5 separate regions of the Mus musculus genome follow, and all the other regions are linked to region 5. Evidence: chromatin contacts called from public ChIA-PET, HiChIP or PLAC-seq and promoter capture Hi-C data. All regions are on one chromosome and are shown on one strand. Each heading gives the region's core, a stretch centred on a gene start, on an enhancer-like site or on the middle of the called end of the contact. The rest is flanking DNA. Distances are from core to core; before and after follow the strand shown.

Evidence for each region. Promoter capture Hi-C pulls out the DNA fragments that hold promoters and counts their contacts. ChIA-PET counts read pairs in DNA pulled down with a chosen protein or histone mark. HiChIP or PLAC-seq counts read pairs in DNA pulled down with a chosen protein or histone mark.
Region 1: a contact with region 5 is called in an H3K4me3 HiChIP or PLAC-seq map of bone marrow-derived macrophages, with 4 times the contacts expected there. The contact joins the promoter of She here to the promoter of Dap3 in region 5. A contact is called at or near these places in 1 of 39 promoter capture datasets (pre-B cells) and 2 of 115 datasets of contacts at active chromatin or transcription factors (astrocytes and bone marrow-derived macrophages).
Region 2: a contact with region 5 is called in a promoter capture Hi-C map of liver, with 2.3 times the contacts expected there. The contact joins the promoter of Pmf1 here to the promoter of Dap3 in region 5. A contact is called at or near these places in 3 of 39 promoter capture datasets (erythroid cells, hematopoietic stem and progenitor cells and liver), 1 of 484 Hi-C or Micro-C datasets (natural killer cells) and 3 of 115 datasets of contacts at active chromatin or transcription factors (bone marrow-derived macrophages, microglia and regulatory T cell precursor).
Region 3: a promoter capture Hi-C map of pre-B cells shows a contact between it and region 5, with 2.1 times the contacts expected there. The contact joins the promoter of Adar here to the promoter of Dap3 in region 5. A contact is called at or near these places in 2 of 39 promoter capture datasets (liver and pre-B cells), 1 of 484 Hi-C or Micro-C datasets (B cells) and 2 of 115 datasets of contacts at active chromatin or transcription factors (bone marrow-derived macrophages and memory CD8 T cells).
Region 4: an RNA polymerase II ChIA-PET map of memory CD8 T cells shows a contact between it and region 5, with 10 read pairs. The contact joins the promoter of Mef2d here to the promoter of Dap3 in region 5. A contact is called at or near these places in 1 of 39 promoter capture datasets (liver) and 1 of 115 datasets of contacts at active chromatin or transcription factors (memory CD8 T cells).

Annotation. Positions count from the first base shown.
Region 1 is chr3:89,828,480-89,832,628 of GRCm38.p6, reverse strand. She (src homology 2 domain-containing transforming protein E) reads right to left here and starts at 1,259. Exons shown (of 6, transcript NM_172530.3): 1 at 526-1,259. The coding sequence starts at 1,125.
Region 2 is chr3:88,408,442-88,412,666 of GRCm38.p6, reverse strand. Pmf1 (polyamine-modulated factor 1) reads left to right here and starts at 2,270. Exons shown (of 5, transcript NM_025928.4): 1 at 2,270-2,511. The coding sequence starts at 2,360. It overlaps Slc25a44 (solute carrier family 25, member 44), which reads left to right. Exons shown (of 4, transcript NM_178696.5): 4 at 1-2,173.
Region 3 is chr3:89,729,373-89,733,699 of GRCm38.p6, reverse strand. It overlaps Adar (adenosine deaminase, RNA-specific), which reads right to left and starts at 2,982. Exons shown (of 15, transcript NM_001146296.1): 1 at 2,862-2,982. The coding sequence starts at 2,889.
Region 4 is chr3:88,140,112-88,144,876 of GRCm38.p6, reverse strand. It overlaps Mef2d (myocyte enhancer factor 2D), which reads right to left and starts at 2,505. Exons shown (of 12, transcript NM_001310587.1): 1 at 2,203-2,505.
Region 5 is chr3:88,948,406-88,952,516 of GRCm38.p6, reverse strand. It overlaps Dap3 (death associated protein 3), which reads left to right and starts at 2,235. Exons shown (of 13, transcript NM_022994.3): 1 at 2,235-2,649. The coding sequence starts at 2,647. It also overlaps a transcript of Ash1l not described here.

The DNA of each region.
Region 1 (4,149 bases), core at 10-2,509, 880 kb before region 5:
AGTACTTATATGGCTACAGTACAATAAACAGAATGAATGTACAGTACAGCCACAGAATGAATGGAAGCCTTTGCCGCTTGCACAGCAGCTGAAACTGAGTGGCTGGAAGATGGGCAACCTGCGCTTCACAGTTCACGGGCTACCGATGTTTTGCATACTCAGGCGGCGTAAGCCTTACAGAAGTCTAGCTTGATAGACCCCTCGATGTCAAACATGAAAACAAGAACCACAGTACACCACACCCATTGGAAGGCCAGTTCCTTTCCCTTCCCTTCGACTGCTCTTTGAAACAACTAACAAAAACCAACCACAACAAACCTTGCTGTCAAGGTCTCCAGTGAGTTTTGAAGAGTCACTTGGGAGTCAGAATGAATACAGAGGAAGGCCTTAGAAAACATCTTCAACTTCACTTATGCCTAATGAATATTGGGGTTCATCAGGTTCCCATGCGTCCTTCCCCGCCCCCCCCCCCCAAGCCCTTCCAATTCCACAACTGAGAGGAGGATAGAGATGCTGTGTTCTTACCGTGTCTTGCTGTCTCATTATCTTGGCCTTGTCCAGCTCAGGGCCCAGGGAGGACGGGGAAGAGGACGCAGAGGAAGAGGAGCTGCTGGAGCTGCTGGTGCTGCCACCGCCCGGGTAGGCGCTCTTCCCATTCTTCTCCTGCGTGTCCACCTTGATGAGCCTACTGATGTAGGTGCTGCAGCCCGCGCTCTTGGTCACCGCGCCACGGTGGGGCTCCTCCTCGGTGGCGGTGGCGGTGACCCGGGAGTTCTTACGGCCTTTGCCAGCAGCGGCCTGGATCAGACCCTGCAGGCTGTCCCGGGACAGCCGACTGTCCTTTGGGGGTCCGCTGCTCGCCTTGCTGGCCCCCAGCTCGGCCGCTGAGTTCTTCCGGCCCTTGCCCGGGGTGGGCGCCGCGCCGCCAGTCTCCGAGTTCTTGCGCGGCTTGCCGCCGGCGCCCCCGGGCCGGGCGCGCTCCGACGCGGTCTTCAGAGTAAGCGGGAACTCCTTGAACCATTTCGCCGCCATCAGGGGGCCCGGGAGCGTCGAGGCCGCGGAGCAGAAGAGTGAGGAGGCCCAGCTGAGACACCGTGGGGCGCCAGGGGCCGGGGGCCGCCGCATTCCCCGGGGCTGGACGCTGGAGGCCGCCGCGAGGCTCCGGGCCGCTAGACGCGCGCGCCTGGCAGGGTGGCACCCGCTCGGCCCGAAGCTAGACGGGCGCAGTGATCGGACCGCCGTGTTCTCTGCGCTCCACCGCTTGGGGCTGCCGGGCGCCGGGGCTTCCCCTGCCTTTCCTCCCGAGGTGGGCGAGGCCGAGCCCACGGAAGCCCCCGGCAGCCCTGCCCACCCTAACTGGGACGATGGCGGCCGCAGTGCCCCGGCGCCCGCCCCGCGGTGGACGCACAGGACGGAGGACGGACGCGCCCCTCCCTCGCCGGCGCCGGGGCCCCCGCGTGCGCACCGAGTCCAACACTGCCCCCATCTCTGCAGACGGGACGTGTGCGGGGATCGTGGCCAGGAGTCGCGCTCGAGAACAAGGATCGGGAGCGCCCGCGCGGCTTCCCTCGCTCTCCGGTTCCGCACGTTCGTCGGGGGCGCGTGGAACCCCAAGCTGGACGCGGCGGGCGAAGGCTCGAAGTTCGACCGGGCGGCTCTGAGGGCCGCGCAGGTATCGCTCTGGCTGCAGGACCAGAGAGGGGTCCCACCAACCCCAGGCACTGTTGGGAGAAGAGCTTGGAGGTCCCCGACCCGCGCCCTCCTGCGAAGACGCCTCAGCTACTTGATTCTCACACTACTTGATTCTCTCCTTGTCGCTCTTTCTTCAAAGCAATTTCAAAGGTTTTTGTTATTGTTGTTAAAAAGATTAAATATGAAAAACGATTACATATGAACATGAAATGAAATCTTCTCCTTTCAGACACAAAACCCGGCAGTTGTTTACAGGTCTTCACTGGTAGACCTGCGGACTTTTGAGACAGAAAATGTATCTTTTCTCTCTCTGGATAAAGGCCAAAAGCCCTAAGCCGGCTTGACCTGGTTCTCTTATGGTGCTGCTGTCCACCCCCACCTTCTCCTTCCCCTCTCTGTCTCCTCTCCTACCCACTTCTCTCCTCCCTTCTACTCCTCCAATAGCAGCCTATGGAATCCTAACTTGCCTCGGTGTATTAGAAGACGACCTCAGACTATTGCGTGATGGCAAAGGGTGTCACCACTGTGAATTTCATGTGGTGCTGTGGATGACAGCCCGGGCTTGGAGCATGTTAGACAAGCACTCTACCAACCGAATTACATCTTCAGCCCCATGCAGCTTTTGGTAGACTTCAATTACTGATCTCCATTCCTCCTATCCATCCTTCTTTTAGCTACCAAGAGTTTACAGTTTTCCTGCTCTGCCATTTTTCTCTCAAACTCTAATAAAATTGTCTTCTAACCTCAAAGTAAAAGATAAAACAATACCATTATACAACAACAGCCCTAAATGTGGTCCAGAGTCTCATGCAGCAGGTTTGAAAACCCAAGCTACAAGCTGCGGGGGTCGGATAGCACCAGCCACCATCAGCTTGTGGATGGTACTTGGTGGAAGAAATGTAAGCTCACCTTGACCGTTCAGATGCTGGAAATGCATCTTAGCTTAAATTGAGGTATAATTTAGATGCCATGAAATTCAGCTGTTTAATATGGAATTTTTAATACATTGAAGTCTCACTAGTAGTCTGATTTTAAGGCATCCACCCAAGAGGTGAGGAGATAGCTCAGTTGATAACATACTTGGCAGGTAAGCATGAGAGCCTGACTATGAACCTCTGCACCCGCAAAGAAGAGCGGTGGGAGTCATACCCTTTCTTTCAATCCCAGTGCTGGTGAAGCAGAAAAACAAAGTGCACATTGATGAGGAAGGACATTCAAGGCTGACTTCTGGCCTGCATACACTTGCAAACATGTCTACCACCACACTTGAATACTCATACACATACCCTAAAAAAAAAAAATCACCTTTCCAGAAAGAAACTTGTATTTATCAGCAGCCCCTTCTCATGCCCTCTCCATGGGCGGTGTATTATACCTGTGTTTCTCTAGTGGCTGTCTCACATCAGAGAGGCCAGGAACCTGGTAGCTGCTCAGCCTACCAGGCTGAATATCTCATCACCCCAGCCTGGCCCAGGAGGCCTGGTGGATTCCTAGAGGGCTTATGGTTTGAATCTGTGCTGGAAGCTGGGAGAAGCTGGTTTTAACACTAGCAAAGGCTGGATGGACTTGTGAACAGAGTGAAGGCATGCAGGCAAAAGGCCAGCAGCTTCCAGTAGGTGCACCCACATTTAGCACCATCAAGAGAGTTCCTCGTGGGAGTGCTGAACTGCTTGCCTTTTAGTTGGTTCCAGACCCAATCAAGTTGACAACAGAGTCTGGCCTCACCATCTGTTTGGTTTTTACATGTTTGACCGTTCTAAAAGTTTCATATCATTGGGACCACACAGAGGACCTTTTCTGTCTGCCAGTCCTCAGAGTGCCCTCTTTGAAATCCATGTCCATTGAACATGTGTGTGCTTCACTCATTTTATATTGTCCAGTGATATTCCATTGTACGGTGCCCACGTGCCAGCCGATAACACGTGGCTCATTCCCACTTTTTAGCTGATAGAAAGATGCTATAAAAGCCAAATGGTGGTGGCACACACTTTTAATCCCAGCACTGGGAAGGAAGAAGCCAGTGGATCTCTGAGAGGCCAGCCTGGACTACAGAGCAAATTCCAAAACAGCCGGAGCTACACAGAGAAAGCCTGTTTTGGAAAAAACAAAACAAAACAAACTTTGAATCTTCACAAATGAGCCCTTACATGGATATATGTAATTTCTCAAGACTTGAATGGCCGAGTCACATGGTAATTCACTATTTTAACTTTTTGAGAACGGTCAACCTTTTCAGACTCTACATCTTACTACATGAGTAGCATGCCAGGGCTCTCCACACCCTGGACACTCACTGGAGGCTGGCTCTATTCTGCACGTCTCTAATAGCTAGAACTGTGGAGCATTAGCTAGCTGTAGAGCACTTGTCTGAAACCAAGAACTTGGAAAACAGAGGCAGGAGGGCATGGAGTTCAAGGCCAGCCACCTAAGAATCTGTCTTAGTTATGGTCCTATTGT
Region 2 (4,225 bases), core at 1,021-3,520, 540 kb after region 5:
CTGGGCCAGGGCAGAGCAGAGAGGATAACTGACCCTGTGAATACCACCACCACACACCCATCCTGCTCCAGGTTGTCTGTCAGGGATAAGAGAGGAGACTTTGGACTGCTCCTTCTGCAGAGGTTCTGTGCCTGGCTTCCCTCATCCCCATCATTTGATTTCCCCTGCAGATCTGGGCCCCTCACTCGGTCCTTATACTCAGTCATGGCCACAGGACCCCGTTAGCCCCTCTGGCACCCCTCTCTGACCTTCCCTCAGGCCTGGAGAAGAGCTGCTCCTCGTTTGCTTGTCCCCTGCTTCTTCTCGAGCCTCAGGCCAAGGCTCTGAGTAGCTGCCTGGGGTCTATTTATTTTTTTATGCCTGCTTATTTTAAATTTGGGACCTGAGTTGTTCACTGCTTTGTCCTGCCTTTGGGGGGACAAATCGGAGCAGCACACACTCTGCAGGGCGTTCATCTTCTAGGGGAGTTACTAGGAGGGAGGAATGCTAAGGCTTCCTATGTGTAGCTGAACATCTGTGAATGAGCCAACTCACCCTCATAGCTCAGTCTGCTGTCAGACCCCACTCCTTGGAGAAGTGGAAAACTGTGACACAGATCCCAATTCTTTATCCCCCTTCCCTGTCCCTCAGGCCCGGGAACCGCATGAGCTGCTGGCCTTCATTGGCCCAGGTGACTACAGTAGAGGGGCATAGTTATAAGTGGGTCAGACTTACTAGAGAACACTGTCCTTGGAACTTTGCCCTGAAGCCAGGTTGGGAAAGAGCCACTGGCTTGGATGTGTGTTCCTCACTCTTATCTCCTCAGGCCAGCTGAGCCAAGCCCTGGAGGTACAACGGAGGTTCTGAGCCCGAGGCAGCAGTGCCACAGGCACACCTGCCACCCAGATGAATAGCAACAGGTGTCTCACAGTGGGACTCTGGAATATGAACTATCCTTTTTTTTCTTGTCCTTGGTTGTGAAGTATCATCCCAGTCATGGTACCCTGTGCTGGCAACAGAAAAAAAAAAAAAATACAGTCAGGAAGGCACCCAAGGCCAGGTCCACCTGGTTACCAGCCTCTTACTGCCAAAACCATTGATGCTTTCCTCAGGAGCGTCCCTCTTCCCTGCCTCTACTGAGCCTGTGTTGGTGGCAGAGAGGCACATCCAGGAATGGGAGGGAAGAAAGCAGGCAGATCTTGCTCTTCAGCCTGGGAGATGCTTGGGAAATGCCATGGTGCCAAATTGGAAGGTGCTAACTGAAGCCTTCATGTTTCTCACGGCTGCTCCACATTCTTCCATCCTGACTTGACCCAGTCTCCACACACACACCTCCTACTACTCGCTGTAGTCTGTATTTGTTTCCTTCTGAGCCCTCTACTAATGTCTCAGCATTTTGGTTTGTTTTTTGAGACAGGGTCTCATATATCCCAGGCTGGGTTTGAATTCATTATGTAGCAGAGGGTAGCCTAGAACTCTTCATCTTCCTCCACCTCCTAAGTTCCAGGTTTACAGGACGCCGCCAGGCCCCACTTCCTGCACTTTATTGAGAGAGCCCTTCAATCTTGCCCATAGTCATCTGAAGGGTGAAGCCCACAGATCATTTTAAATCCTTTCGCTCCTCACCTCTACCTTAAGACCTATCAATACAGTGGAGCAAGGGCCCCTCTCAGGCTTTCACTATCAAGACCTTTGTGATTGGACAGCTCTGCTCTTTGGTCTTTCCTAACGGGGCAGAGTGTGGACATAGGTTCCTCCCACCTTTCATACCTTAGGTTACTCCTTCCCGACTTTTCTTGTCCGGTGTTTAAGCCTCTCCCTTTCTTGTCCTATCTCCCTTTCCTTCTTTCCCCTTGTGTTTGAAAGGACCTTGGATATAAAGGTAAAAGGCACCCCCGTGTCGGAACTCCTACTCTCCCAAGGTCAGGGTCTGGGATTGGCCTTGGTGAAGATGAGCCAGTGGGCGGCCATTTTTCCAAAACTGGAGACCAAAACAGCTAGAAATGTTGACCCATTGGTCAACACACAAATTAGAAACTCGGCAAGACAGGAGGGCTGGATAGAGGCACATGGGAAAGAATGCACATTCAGCATTAGCTAGAAATGGACTCGAGGAGATTAGCTGCGAATATTCACTGTTGCACTGTATGAGATCTTTGAAATGTAATTAAAAGTTTTTATTGAGCCCCTAAACTCTGGCTTTTGGGTTTTGTTTTCTGCCCTTCCCCCCCTCCCTCCCCCCGGAGCTGAGAACTAATTCCTCGTCCTCGGCCACTGCCCCGCCCCATCCGGCTCCGTGACGGGCATTCCGCGGCCTCCAATCGGAGGTCCTGTTGGGAGGAGCTGCAGGGCCAGTTTATTTTGGCGGTTCAATTTCAACATGGCTGAGGTGAGCCGAGATAGCGAGGCTGCGGAAAGGGGGCCTGAGGGCTCCTCTCCGGAAGCTGTGCCAGGGGACGCGACCATCCCCAGGGTGAAACTCCTGGACGCCATAGTAGACACTTTCCTCCAGAAGCTAGTCGCCGACAGGAGGTAGGTGGCGACCAATGGGGAGAGGTGGCGGGAGGTCTGTCGCAGGATCGTAAGTCCCGCGAGATACGCTTGGCGCAGTCACGTGGGCGACCCGCCGCGGTGGAGCAGGGCTGCTCCCCTGAAACCTCTCGCCGCGGTTTGCGGAGGAGTAGAGGGAAGGTCGGATTGCAGTTGCTGTCTTCTCCACCGTCCCGCAAGGCAGCAGCCTGGGGCCCGCGGCAGCCTTAGGGCAGCCGACGTCCTTCCCCAGAGGTCATCTGCTTACGTAGACCTAACGCGCCAGGGCGCCAGATGAGCGCAGAGCTCTGCTGGCTGGAGCGCGCGGGAGGTGGCAAGCACTGAGCTTGCAGTCTTTTTTTTTTTTTTTTTTTGAGAAAGGATTTCTCTGTAGCCCTGGCTGTCCTGGAACTCACTCTGTAGACCAAGCTGGTCTCGAACTCAGAAATGAGTGGCTGTCCTTACAGGCTGGTGTGCCAGGCCTCATAACCAGGAATGTCCTGGGCTCAGTGGTAAGAGCACTCGTTGATCTTGCAGATCTTGCAGCGCACCTACATGGTGGTTCACACCCACTTGTAACTCCACTTCCAGGGGATCTGACACTATTCTGGTGGGCATTAAGCATGTACATGGTGCAAATACATACGTGCAGGCAAAATACCTAGACATAAACATGACCGAATCAAATTAACATTTTAAAAAAAGGAATGTTAGCCGGGCAGTGGTGGCGCAAGCCTTTAACCCCAGCACTTGGGAGGGAGAGGCAGGCGGATTTCTGAATTTGAGGCCAGCCTGGTCTACAGAGTGAGTTCCAGGACAGCCAGGGCTACAGAGAAACCTTGTCTCAAAAAAAAAAGACTATAGGCTCAGTGCTCGCCACCTCCCATGCCTTCCCGCTCCAGCCAGCAGAGCTCTAGTGACTTCCACAGTGACTAGAGGAAGACTGGACATGCTGGCTTCAGGTGGACCTCAAATTCTTGCCCTGCTGTCCTTTTCGTTGGCCTGGCTAAGGCCCAACTGCCAGAAGTGCCAATCTTAGGTTTCACAATATAAAGATGCAGTCGCACATGGCCCTGCTATCTGCACTCCCCTGCCTTGTCTCTCCAAAAGCGAAATCTTTTTTTTTTTGGTCCTGGCAGTCTCCTGGACCTTCTGAAACAGTCTTTCTCTTTAGCTGCAGCAAGCAAGGGATTCCTTTTCTGTGTCTTGTGACATTTGAACCTGCCAGAAGAGACTGGGTTGGTGGTATTAGTGGAGCCCAGGGTAAAGGCCAGTTAGTACTATTCAGAGAGAAGCCAGGTCTCCCACCAGGACACAGTGCAGCCAGCAGCTTGTTACAGAGGAGTGGGTCCCATGAGGCTGAGGGGCTAAGGTCTTACCATATCCTGATCCAGTGCTATGGCCTGGGATGCTCTAGGCAGGGTGTGATTTATATAGTTATGTTAAGCCCAAGGAAAGAGCGAACATCAATTGTGCCTCAGTTGCTGGCATTTTAAACTAAAGAAAGGCAAGGAGGTGAGGGCGATGGGACTCAGTGGTAGGTAGGGCTCAGTGATGGAGCTGCTGGGAGGCCTGGGGCTCTACCTCCAGGCTCAGAAATAGCAAAGCTGGTTGGCATTCAGGAAACAGTACTACACAGAAAGAGTAGTTTTATGTATGAGCCATAGAAACTCCCTACCCACTCTGCAGGTTCAGGTAATTGGTCGTGGTGAGAATT
Region 3 (4,327 bases), core at 1,733-4,232, 780 kb before region 5:
ACGGACCAAAATTTGGGTACAGGGACTCTAGAGAGTTGCCATCTAAAAATGTCATGTGGTCCTCCCTCTTCAGTTGGCACCCAGGCTCACCTGGATATGGAGACAGGCAGGGTCTCATCACCACTACCAGTGGTCCTCTTACCTTCCCCAGGAACTGCCAGAGGCAGCCTCTAAGGACACCTTGCCATGAACAGCCTGATGGGGAGCAGTGGTGACAGAGGTCATGGGGTGGAGGGCAGTACATGAGGTGCTGTCTCTGACGTGCCTCACAGCCTTCCTGACTCTCCTGAAGGCTACAAGAGCTGGGCCACCGCCTTCTGTTTCCCATCAGTCATGACTGGGAATCTTACTGTCCTAATCACTTTTGTGGTACCTAACCCTGGGCTCCTCAATTCCCATGTGACCACAATCTTCACCTTTCAGCTACATGATGTCTTTGTCTAGTGACCCTACCTATATCACTATTATATAACATGTTTGTATCCATCAAACCCTGAAACTCTTTTCTGGTAGGTGGAGAGCATTTTCTAGTAGTGGCTAGATAACGATGGGCAGCATATTCAGAACCAAAGCCCATACAGACAAGACCATCCCTGGTCTTCTTTCTGCGCCCATCCCACAGGGCTTGGGACAGAGGTGTCATGGTGCTTGACATGAGTAGCCCAATCACATAGCTCAACAATGGGGGCTGTAGGAGATCCAATTAGTTTTTTGAGTGAACTTAGAAAGAAGACATTTTCATTTCAAGGTTAAAGTCAGTTTCTAGATAAATTACTTTTCTTACACTTATTTTATTTTTATGTGTATAGGTGCTTTGCCTGCATTTATGTCTGTCCACCACATGTGTGTCTGGTGTCCACAGAAGGCAGAGACCCTACCTCCCCCCAGAACTGGACAATGTGACACAATAGTAGCCACTGTTCTTATCTGCTGAGCCATCTCTCCAGCCCTAACTACATTCTTGATTTAAATGGCTATTTTCAGACAAAATCTGGGAAATATATGTGCGTAGCTACAAAGTAGTTGAATAAGTTATAACAGCCTCACACTGTGGAACATTAGTCACAATTTCTGAACATCTGTGTTGGATACATTTGCATTTTTACTACAAAAAATTTGTATATGTGAAAAGTGTAAATGGTAGAGTACATGTAAGTTAAGCTTTCTTCTGTTGAAAAGAAAAAACCTGGTTTGGGGGGGGGGGGAAGAGAAGGGAGAGAGAGAGAGAGAGAGAGAGAGAGAGAGAGAGTGAGTTCATATATGCACAAACACTAGAATAGGCACAGAAGAAATGAAACTAAGGAATTTACTCAGTTATTTCGGGGAGGTAGGACCAGAGAAGGAAACAGAACATGTAGTGCTATCTCTGACGTGGCTCACAGCCTTCCTGACTCGCCTGAAGGCTACAGGAGCTGGGCCACAGCCTTCTGTCGTGACTGGCAATCTTACCATCCTAACATATAATATCAAACATGGCTCTTCAAACACCATTCTAATCCTGCCTTCCATCTCTAGGACCAACAGATAAGTCCTTTGTCTTTACCATCTATGATCCATAGGTGCATACTGTAGTATATGTAAAAAGTGCTTTCCTTCAAGTCAGATGCCTGCAATATTTTGAGGGAAGGTAGACACACACACACACACACACACACACACACACACACCATTAAGAGCTGGGGAGATGACTCAGTGAGTAAAGCGTTTGCCACACAATCTTAAGGACCTGAATCTGAATCTCCAGAACCCAAGAAAAACAAAACAAAACACAGTGTGGTATAAAAATCAGTAATTGTGAGACACTTGAGGGTATAGGGGACCAAGAAGAAAAATTCCTGGAAGCCTGAGGGCCCAGTTCCGAGGCTGTCCTTTGTCGTAGAAAGAAGTACAAGTGTGCCTGTACATCTGCAACATTAAAAGTTGGTTGTTGGAGTAGGGTTTTTTTGGTTTGTGTTTTTGAGGCCATCTACACAGCTTTGGCTGGCCTGGGACTCAGAAATACCTGCCTCTGCCTCATGAGTACCATCATACCCCCCAAATTACAACACACACACACACACACACACACACACACAGTAGTAGAGCATTTGCTTATCAAGTGTGAGGCTATTGGTACATCCCATATAGCTTTTTAAAATTTTGAAGGATAAACCTGGGTGGGACATGCCTGCAATTCCAGCTCTAGGGAGAAAAGACTGGTGGCTTGCTCAAGGGCAATCAAGGCAACACAAGACAAGTAGAAACTGCCTCAAAAGCAAACAAACCAGCATGGTCAAACCAAGGCAAGGAACAGTCCTAATCCCACCACAGGGTCAGTTTCCATCCCCGCTGCTTTCCAGAATGACAGATCCAGTGCTGTGCACAGCATGAATCCTCGGAATCTGGGTTTTTCTGTTCAGAACGTTGCAGCTGGGGCTCATGTACGACATCACAAGTTCATTTTAGTGCTAAGTAGAATTCCACGAAGCTTACCCAGTGCGCTACAGAAAGACACCCTTCTTGGCCATAAAGCAAAAGACTTCCCCCTGCTGGTTAGTTGAGATAATTTAAATTTCTCAGGAAGTTGAAAAAGCAAAGAGGATCATGAGAAAAGTTGCTCATGTTGGGCTATAGCGGCTCAGCAAGGCATCAGGGGTCTTAGCAGAAAGAGAAGGGGTGTCTGCCCCGGCCTGGGTCCTTGTCTGGCTTAGACGCTGGTCTATCTTCTGACCAGCCTCCTTCCTGAGACTGCTCAAAGCTACAAGAACTAACTGAACAGAAATCCCCAGAAGGGCTGGCAGTTCGGCTTGAGAAGGAGAACGTGACCCTCGTAATTCACACTACGCGAGCCAGATATGAGGGTGCAGACCCCGCGGGCTTACCTGTGGGTCCCCTGAACCCTTGAGACATAGTGCCGGCAAGGCCCGCACCTGTGGCCGTAAGATGGCTGGCTCCCCAGAGTTCACTTTCGTTTCCTTGAAAAGGCTTCCCCGCCCAACTGTTGGGCCAAGAGGAGGGAGGGGTTTGCTCCCGGTAGCCGAGCAGCAGCATCCTGCCCACCATAAGGGCTGGGCCGCCGTAGTCCACGCCCACCGCCTTCCTCACCACTCCACCTCCACTAGCAGGGCACTATATACGTTCTCTGAGAGCTTGGGAGCTATTTACTTCACTGACAAGCTTATTTTTGTTCACGGTATTTTGGAAAGCTTCACTCAACAGCGCCCTCTCCGCCCTGTGAGGAAGTTCCTTTTCCGTGTTTAATCCCTACTGCTTGCGAGATTTACAAGTCTGTCCACTCCTAGAGTGACCATTGGCCAATGCCCTGTCCCCACTAGCCTGTCCTTCATTCCCCCTGTTGGCTGCTCCAAACTTCCTATCTTTTTGTAGATAAAATTCTTTACCTTCACGTATTCTGTTCTTTAGCCTAGAATGTTCCTCCCCCTTTCCTTGTTTTGTTTTTGAGACTTCAGAGGAATTCCACTTCCATATCCCTGGGTACCTGATGCGTTTGTACCAGTGTCAGCACCCAGCACATGGTGCAAGTAGGCCAGCATATGGCAGTCTGGGCATCTAGTGTATGCTACAACGTCAGCACCCAGCAGCACACACAGTGTAAGTAGAAGCCCCAGCATGTAGCAGTCTGGGCAAGATGGATGGCTCAAAAGTCACTCCCAATCATGTCCTCCCTGTTTGGTATAGCTGCCTGCCTTCAGTGCTCCCGGGGGCACTCCAGTGGGCAGGGCTGTTCTCGCCTATATCCCCTGCACAGTGAGTCCCAGACAGTCATAGGTGAGTGGATAATAGTGCACTCTAAGTAAAACAATTTGCGGAACAGAAACTTGGGGGGGGGGGGATAAAAAATGGCAATCAACACAGGAAAAGAGCTCAATCTTGTGCCATCAGGGAAACTCAGGAAAGGTCACAGTGAGTAGGTGTTCTTGTCCACTCACCAGTGTGGCACCATTAACTAGCACATAGGAGGACCAAGAAGGAGCAACCCCAGTCACTGCAGGAAGTCATTACTTAGAAACACACCCCATGGTTTAACCATTATATGCATTTAGCAGGATAAGCTACACAACACTGAAAGCAATCAAACTAAAATAAGCAGATGTTCCCACCTTAGGATATTACACAGCAATTGAAGTAAAAACCACAGCCAAATGCAGCAGATGGGAAACAATGTAACAATACTGAAAGAAGACCTCCTGTCCCAAACCAAGCAAAACCAAGGTCAATCATGTATTGCACAAGACAGGTTCAAGTCCAAGGCATTCTAAATGGAAGGAATGTTCTGGGGGCTAATGATCCACTGAGGACCCGCAGACAGTCTCATTCCTAAACTTTG
Region 4 (4,765 bases), core at 1,256-3,755, 810 kb after region 5:
CCCTGTAAAGGGAGATAATTTTCTCAGGCCAGGTGTCCTGGCCAAGGTCTCAAGGTTTGGGGAGAGCCCACCACCACAGATCCACAGCCCTAGATCTGACCCTGGCCGATGGCTTTGGGCCTGCCTCAGATCATCAGCCCCATTAGGGAACCTGGACAACACCAACTGTACTTGTGACTCATAGTGTCCCCCTTGTCTGCAGCTCTTCTGTAGGCCACACAATTGTCTAGGTAGGGGACAGAGAAGTGGAGGCAACAAAGAAAAAAGCCAGCCTACCAACTCAACTCTAGTGTGGACCTGTGCTAGGCCAGAAAAACCATGGAGAACAGGAAACTCAGTTGGCACAGAAGATAAAGCTAGGAAGATGGACAGACCTCCAGGCCAAGGACATAAGGGCCAAGGATGCTGCAGCATAGGCCCCTTTCCAGAGCAGGGTCAGAGCAGGGCCTCAGTGAACTTAAACCCATCCCCCGGTCCAGCTCCCAACCTGGAGAGACTGCCTCTACCTTTCAACACACCACCAAGGAAGACCAGGAGAAGAAAGAAAAAAACCTGCTGGAGAGAGATTATATAACGGCAGCCAGCCAGCCTGTCACATCGCCCAGCCTAGGAGGTGCACTAGAAGCTAGAGAGCCAGAGCAGAGAGCTGGGGCCCTCCAGCCCCATATCACCACACAGAGGGGGATGGGCAACCTGCACCTGCCTCCTGTCCAAGTCCCCCACACCCTGTTCCAGCCACTGGGCTTAGCAGAGGCAGCACAAGCCCTGTGCCCATCCCCCAACACGAGGCTTCCCATACTTTCTGTCTGGGTCCTGTTTCTTCTCTAGGCTCACGCCTGCATGAGCAAGGCTTGTTGTGTCTTTATTCTTAATCTTTAGAGTCTCTCCCTACATGAAATATATGGCAGAAAGAGGGAAGACATAAGTCTGATACAAAAGCTGAAGTGTGACCTTAAGTAAAATGCTCTACCACTTTGGTAAGTATGGGAATGAATGAAAGCTCCTGACTCCCTAAAAGTACACGCAGCAGTCACACACAGGGTCTATGTATGAAGGGCACAGCAGTCACAAACAAAGAACATGACCACTGAAATCCCAAAGCCTCAGTGTCCATTTCTGGGGTATATGGGAAAAGTGCTCTACAGAAGCTCCAGAATTCCCCAACCACCCTACATAACAAGGTTCTCAGCCACTCCCACAATCATCCCACCCCACCCCCATCCTGGAAGACGCAGGAAGGAAATTCATTCACAGGCAAGGCCATGGGAGTTGGGACAGCCAGGCTGAGCACTGGGGCTCGGTGGCCAGAGGCCAGAAGCTGGGTGTCTGAGAACACTGTCAGGTAACTCGCCAATGCTCCCCTCGGCGGATACCTACCGCGGATACAGGGAGACGAACAGAAGGTGGACAGCTCCCAAGGCCAAGCGCACTCAGTAGGCTCCTCTCCGAGATCCGGCCAGAGCAGCCCAAGGTCACCGTCCCAGACGGCAAACTTCCCACAGTCAGGCAGCTCAGACCCACTGAGGGCTAGGGGGAGGGGTAAGATCCACCACTCACACAGCCAAACAGGCCTCGGAGGAAACTCACACGGGTAGGGCAGGAGGGAACGGGATCCACCCACTGTACTCCCCTAGCCTGGCCCCAATGTGCCGGTCAGTCGTAGGCAGAACTGGCACTCAGGACAAGCTGGGTAGTCCAGGGCCACTGGGAACCCCGAGGGCTCGATGGAATCTCTGGGAGGCCTCCCTGCCCCATCTCTGAGGTGGGAGGCCGGGAGCACAGTAGTCCCTTGGGCCAGCCTCACCACTCGAACCCCACTCGCACTGACTCGGCCCGCACCGCACCGTCCAAGAGAAAGGCCTGGAGAGGTCCTGCCAGGTGTTAACAGCTGCAAACTACTGTCCAGGGGTTCTCCAGCCGGCGTTGCTGACACGCCCGACCAAGGGGGCCCCCACGGGCGCGAAATCGCGGCCGGAGCCACGTGCGTTGCGCCCGCCAAGGCGCGAGGCGACGGGGGCTCGGGTACCAGGCGCGGCTGTCACAGCAGACACCCCAGCACCAACACTGCCTCCGTCGCCCCGCCCGGACCGGGACGCTCGTGCCAGGGCGCCCGTACACCCCTCGCGCTCCAGACCACCCTGAGCCCGGCCGCGCGGCGTGGGGGAGGGGTTCTTAAAGGGGCCGACGCGCGTCGTGACTCACCAGCCCGTGGGGGGGACGGGGTGTCACGGCGCCCGGAGCCTCGGCCCGGTCCGCCGAATCCTCGGTTACGCGAAGCCGCAGCTCCGACGGGAAACAGCGAAGGCGCCGCGTCCACGCGGCCTGGGCGGCGCCACAGGGCCGGGACCCCCTGGTGCGCGCGGGGGCGGCGGCGGCGGGCGGCAGGCACGCAGCCGAGCGCCCAAGCCGCCTCGACGGTTGTTGATATTTTGCTTCCTTCCTCCTTTCGGGCTCCAAAGGCAACTCCTCCAGCCCCAGACTCGAGGCCGACGTAGGCACCGCGCAGCCTAGCTTGCGAGATGGGAGGGGGGGAAAAGACGAGAGTGATGGACAAGCAGGGGGCCAATGGGAGGGCCCCGCAGGGCTGGGGGCGGGGCCTGGCAGGGAGGCCTGGGACGCAACCCCGCCCCCTGCCCGCGGCCTGCGCCCCACCCCTTTGGGGCGCGCGACCACGGCGCGTGGAGCCCAGATCCCTCCGCCTGCGGGACAGAGCGAGGCTGCGGGTACCTCAGCACCCCAGCTCCAGAGTTGGCAGGGATCTAAGTAAATAAGTTCTGGGGAGATAAGAGTGTTGGTAGGCCCCAGCTCCTACACTTACTGTGTGACAAAGCTCCGAAGCCAGATCGCGCTCTCTTATCTCGTGGTTACCTGGGGAGCTCCGCTGCTCCCTCTACCTGTGACAGGTCCCCTCCTTTCCCCTGACCCGGCTCGGTTGACGCCCAGACATTTAAAGCTACAGTGCATAATTCTCGGGTGATCTAATCTTTTAGTGCCTGCGGGCCCCAGCGCACTTAACTACGGAGGGGGCAATTTAAAGGGGCGGGACCCCAACCACTACCTCCCTTGCCTCACAGGAAACATCCAGAAGCCTTGTCTTGAAGAAATATAACTCTCTCAAAAAAAAAAATCTTTTAAAATCCCCGACGGCCTCTGGGCGTGGTGAATTTTTAAGTGCTTCACAACAAGATTGTGCGCTCCATTGCTTCTGGACCTTTAACCCGTCAGACTTCCTGTCCGCATCCTGTCACTAACAAGTCCTCGGCTGGCTCTACCTGGAGCTTGAGGAAATGACAGAGTCTGGCGTGGACTTCAAAGCCTTAGCAAAACAGAAGCAAGAGGTTCTTCAACAAGCTAGGGTCTGCTTTACTGAACAAAGTCCCTGTTCTGGCTTCTTGTGGGAGAGATGAGAAGAGGCGACAAGTGGTGGGTTAGAAAATTTATAATCTCGGAGTCAGACTGTTTTGGTTCAAAATTTTCCACTATTTCTGAAAAGAGCAAAGCACATCTCTTAACTCTCCATCCTCTTGGGTAAGCTGAAGGTGGTAAGGCCAGGTACATAACTTGTGAATTTGGTGTGAGTTTAGTTCCCAGTAGACTAGTACAGTGCCTCGTGTTGCACTGTATGACCCACACGGGCTGCTCAGCTGAAAATGAGCCCTTTTAGGGCCTGCGTGAGTTCAGAAAAGGCTCATAGTGGGCCAGTTCAATAGGACTATTCTGCAAAGAGCTTGGAGGCATATATGTACCTCCTTAAACAGGAAGCACGTAGGCTTCTAGTCCCTCGGCCTCCCTTTTCAACCCTTCCACTTTGCCCCTCCTTCCAGAAGCCTGATTTATGTAGGATCACACATGGTCCCCAAATGTTGCTCCTTAGTTTTCCTAGTAGTATGGGGGGTGGGGGCACAGAGCTGCCAGTACTCCTTGAGCAGTCTGGTTTGCCCCCAAGACTTGAGTGAAGGCATCTGCCCTTCCCCAAGCCCTGGGAGAACACAGCCTTGTTCCTGCTTGTGGCTATGGTGGGAGCAGAATGGGAAAGTGCCCTCCCCGTGGGGAACCTCCCCTCACTTGTGGCCTCTATTTTTAGTGCTTCCCCAGGCTCTAGCTGGAGAAACCGTTTAGTCATCAGGGTGTTTATTTTTCCGGCTGTTTCCCGACGTCGGGAAAAGCAGAATGTTGAGACTGGAGAGATTCAGGGCTGCTGGAAAAGACGTCTTAGGAACAGGCCTGGGAACACAGCCTTCAGGCCATTGGGTCCCAGCTTGTAGGAAAACAAAACAGGATGGGCCCGGGACAGCTAAGCCCTCAGGAGTGTTCAACCTGCCTCAACCTTGGAGGCTCTCCAAGCTAGAGAACCTAACTCAGTTTGTTTCTCAAAACATAACCAAGGCCAGAAGAAAATTTTTTTCCCAGAATCCCCCTCCCCAGCCTCTCCCTAACTAACTTGGTGAGCTTCCAGCGAGCCATGATCCCAGCCAATCTCAAATATGAGGCTGGCCGTCCATGGCTGTGATTGGTTGGCTGGCCCTCTTTAGACCTGGAATGTTGAGTCCTTTAAAAAGGAATGAGGAAGGAAGGTGAGTCACCTGGGGAAGATATTAAAAGACTAGCAGGAAGAGCTCCGAGAGCTCAGGGAGGTGGGGGCCCTGGACACTCACTGCTGACTTGACAACTCACAGGAGACCAGAATAGGGGGCAGTAAAACTACAAGTGGGACAAAACTCAGACTGTGAAAACGTCTTGGGAGAGGTCTTGATTTCCACGAAAG
Region 5 (4,111 bases), core at 986-3,485:
CACCCCCCCCACACACACACACACAAAAAACCCAACCAGCAACAAACAACAGCTATACAGATACAAAGTAGGCTGTGGAAGCAGTTTAACTTTTTATTTATTTATTTATTTATTTATTTATTTGGTTTTGGGAGACAGGGTTTCTCCCTGTAGACCTGGCTGTCCTGGAACCAACTCTGTAGACCAGGCTGGCCTCGAACTCAGAAATCCACCTGCCTCTGCCTCCCAAGTGCTGGAATTAGAAACATGTGCCACCACTGCCCAGCAACACATTGGAACTTTCATACATACTAAGCTGTCAGAAGTGGTCTGCTTGCTTTGTAAACACAACAAAATTACAAATACCTATCTCATATAGGACAGTGTATATTCTATACATGTTTGACACTTTTAAGTTCTCCCAAGCATAATCTAACCAATCATATTTACCTACTTTCAAAATACACTTGTATTTGGCAATAACAATCTCCTGAGGCACTATGATAATATGGACAATACATTACTAAATTAGTAATCAAAATATCTCAACATTGCCACTAATTTAACACATGACCTTGGAAAAGTACCTCTTTATGCCGGGATTTCCTATTCTCCTATAATTTTTACAGTTTTAGGATTACGAACTGAAAGAGTACTCTGAATATAAAAACTTTATGCACTACTATAAATCCACACGGTCAAAAACATCTCCCCTTATTCTCAGCCTAATAGCGATCACTCTGAGGATGTTGGTCTGGCTTTCATATTTACACAACTGACTCTATTCAAAGGCACAGACTATGTCAAGTTTCTCCCCTTCCTGATCTTAGCATGCATTCTGTATTATCATACTAATCATACTAATGCTAAAATACATGCACATTTATCGACCTAGAGAACACATGTCCCAGCATTTGTTTTTAAATAAGCTAACTTACAAAGGGAACTTCCCCAAATGCAGGCAAACTCTTCCTGAACACTCTCCATCCTCGAATTATACACATATAAACAGAGCAGCTATAAACCAACAGACCATCTGGTCTTCAAGACCCAAAACATTTCTTTCCAAGTAGAAACTAACCAGTGACATTTATTAAACTTATTAACACTCAGATCACTATGTCATGTCTGCATATATTTCCGCCTTTCGAGAACACCACAGATCTTGTACAGGTAAACTACCCGCTGAAGATCATCTCCCTTGCTACTTTTGTCCCTTACTTAAACAGACATAAACTGGATCTTGGGGGATGCTCCAATCGGGCCTACTACACAAACTAACCTGTCAGGGGCACAAGCGACTCCGCCTCCACTCGCTTACTTTCCCGTCCCCCTCCCCCAAACCAAGAGCCCGCTGGTCAGGGACACCCCGTCACCCCGCCTAGAGGGACTTCCCGGTAAGCTCAGGATCCCTATCCCTGCTCTCCCTTCCCCCATCCTCACCCCGCTCTCCCGGAGGTCCAGGTCCGGGGGGGTGACAGCGGATCCCGGGTAGCCAAGGAGAGACTACTTGGGGCCTTCAAAGGCCTGCTCACACCGCACTACTCACCGTGCGAGGCCGAGAGCGCCGAGTGCAGGCAAGTGGAGAGAGAGAGGGTGGCAGCCTGGCGCCTCGGCTTCCCTGGCTCCACACTGTAACCCTTCCCGCTTGTCAGGAGGCGGCCAGCGGGTAAGCGGACCGGCGGAAACGCGAGAGAGGAGAAGCCAAAGGCGTAGGTCGGGAAAGGGGAAACCGAGAGAAGGCGGGTCCGGCAACCGAGACCGGGATCGTCTCCCCCCTCCGCAAAGCGAACCCAAAATGGCGGCGGGAGCGGCAGCGGCGGCGGCAGCGGCGGCGGCGGCGGCGGCTCTGGGGAGGGAGGGAGCGAGCGAGCCAGCGAAGGGCGCCGCGTGCCCCCCCTCCCGCCTCCCACTCCTCCCTCCGCGCGCTCTCCCCGCCGCCCTCCCTCCCTCCCTCCCTCCCTCCCTCACCCGACTCCGGCCGCGCAGCGCGCACGCCCGCCCGCACGCTTCCGAGTGGGTCCGGACTGGTCGCGAGCTGCGCCCTCCAACCACCGCCTCCGGCCGCCCCGCGCCGCCAGCACCGACGCGCTCGCTCTGGGGCCTCCGGCTCGCGCGCTCCCGACTCCCTCTCGGCCCTCACGCGTACCTTCCTTGGCGCGAGCCCGAGCCTCCTCCCTCCTCCTCCTCCTCCTCCTCCTTCTCCTCCTCGGCTCGCCTCCCTCTCTTCCCCGCCCCCACGGCTACCAACGGCAGCCACGGCTGCCGCCGCCTTCGCCCCCACCCCTCGAACGTGCGCCTCCCACAATCCCCCCCGCGGGACGTTCCATTGCGCGCCCCTGCTGGGGCCGGGGAGAAGCGGGCACGCCCGCGCAGACGAGGCTGGCCACGGTGACCGGAATGTTTTGAAGAGCGAGCGAAGGTACCTAGGCGCGGACCTCCTGGGACGGGCCACCGCGACGCCGAGGCTTGCTGCCCGCTTCCGGCCGCGGGGCGGGTGGCGCGGTGCCCCTCCGCTGGGCTGTGGTTGCAGCCGCGGCGACTGCGCGTTGGGTAGCTTCCTGCCACACGACCCGAGCTTGCTTCACAACTGCAGGACGGGTGCCTGGGATCCAGCCGCTGGCGGTGTGTGCGGGTCACCGGAGCAGGAGTCCTAGTGTTGGACTCATGGTAAGGGGACTGAGCCACACAGGGGATGCAATGATGAAGGAGGGAAAGGAGCGTGTATTTGAACTGCCCCGAGATAGGGAATGAGGGCAGCAGTGTCGGTGATCCTCCAAGAGGGCATCCTTCAGACCCGGGGCTGCGGACCTGGGACCGGAGGATGAACGGACAGAACGGCTGTTAATATGTTAATGTAGTTTAACCTTGTTAAAGTCCCAGAGGGTACCTATCCTCTGTGATGCTTGTGTGATCCTTGTGCACTTCTCAAAGATTGTGCGAACTCGGTTTGCAACTGGCAGCCTGATGTTAGAGCAGTGGTCCGCGCAGCCTTCCTAATGCTACGACCCTTTAGTACAGTTCCACATGGTGACTCCCTACCATAAAATTAGTTTTGTTGCTACTTCGTAACTGTAATTTTGCTGTTATGAATCTTAATGTAAACATCTGATATACAGGATATCTGATATGGGATCCCTGTGAAGGGTTGTTAGACCTCTCCTCGGGTCGCCACCCGCAGGTTGAGTGTGTGAGGGGATGAAACTATGCACTGAGATTTTATTTCTGGATTTGATCTTTTAGGCCTTCAAATTTTTCCAAGTTATTTATGAGATGCTGGTAGTAAAAATTAGCTAACCCCAAAATATACCTTCAGGGTTGGAGTATGAAATAATGAGATCATATATGTAAAGCAGAATTAGCTCCTGGGTACGGGGAAAATGCGGAGTATTATTGTTATCATTTACAGTGCTGTTGATGTTGATAAGATTTGTAGGTGTAATTGGTAGTTTGTGTTCTATTCATCTAAATTGCTAGTTAAACCAGACCTATGGCATTCATTGGCTGCTAGTATTTGTTTCCGTGTTGACATTGGATGAGTGAATTCAGGGCATGTGATGTTAAAACCCCAACGTTTGATCTACTCATTTTTAGTCTCCCACAAAAAGCAAAGCAAAATTTTAGAGGAATGGCACCTTAAGTTTCCTTTCTTATCTGTGAATTCTTACCTTTGTGATTCAGGGGAAATTTAAACATTACTGCGTTCCATTCATCTCCAGAACCCATTCAATTAATATTCAGTCTTTTTTTGGAATAGGGGTTAAATTGTCTTTTGAGTGGTTGTTTATTTGTTTGTTTTGACAGTCTCACTCTTTAGCCCAAGCTTGCCTGAAACTCTGACAGTCATCCTGTCTTAGCCTCTTTAGAGGTTGGATTATAGGCATGAACCCATACCTGGTTTTCAGATAACCCAACCTTTCCCTATTGGCTGTATGCATTGGGGATTGATTATCTTTGTGTTTCCTTCTTTGAGTTAAAGAGACAATCAGCCTTAATTGACTAGCTGTGAAGTTACTTTTGCTAACCAAGCCCATGCAGTCTACCCAGGGTTGCAGGAATCTTTCTTCAGTAGCTTCCTGTGTGCAACTTTGTATAGGTGTGTGCTTGCATGTGTGCAGACTGTCCGACTGAT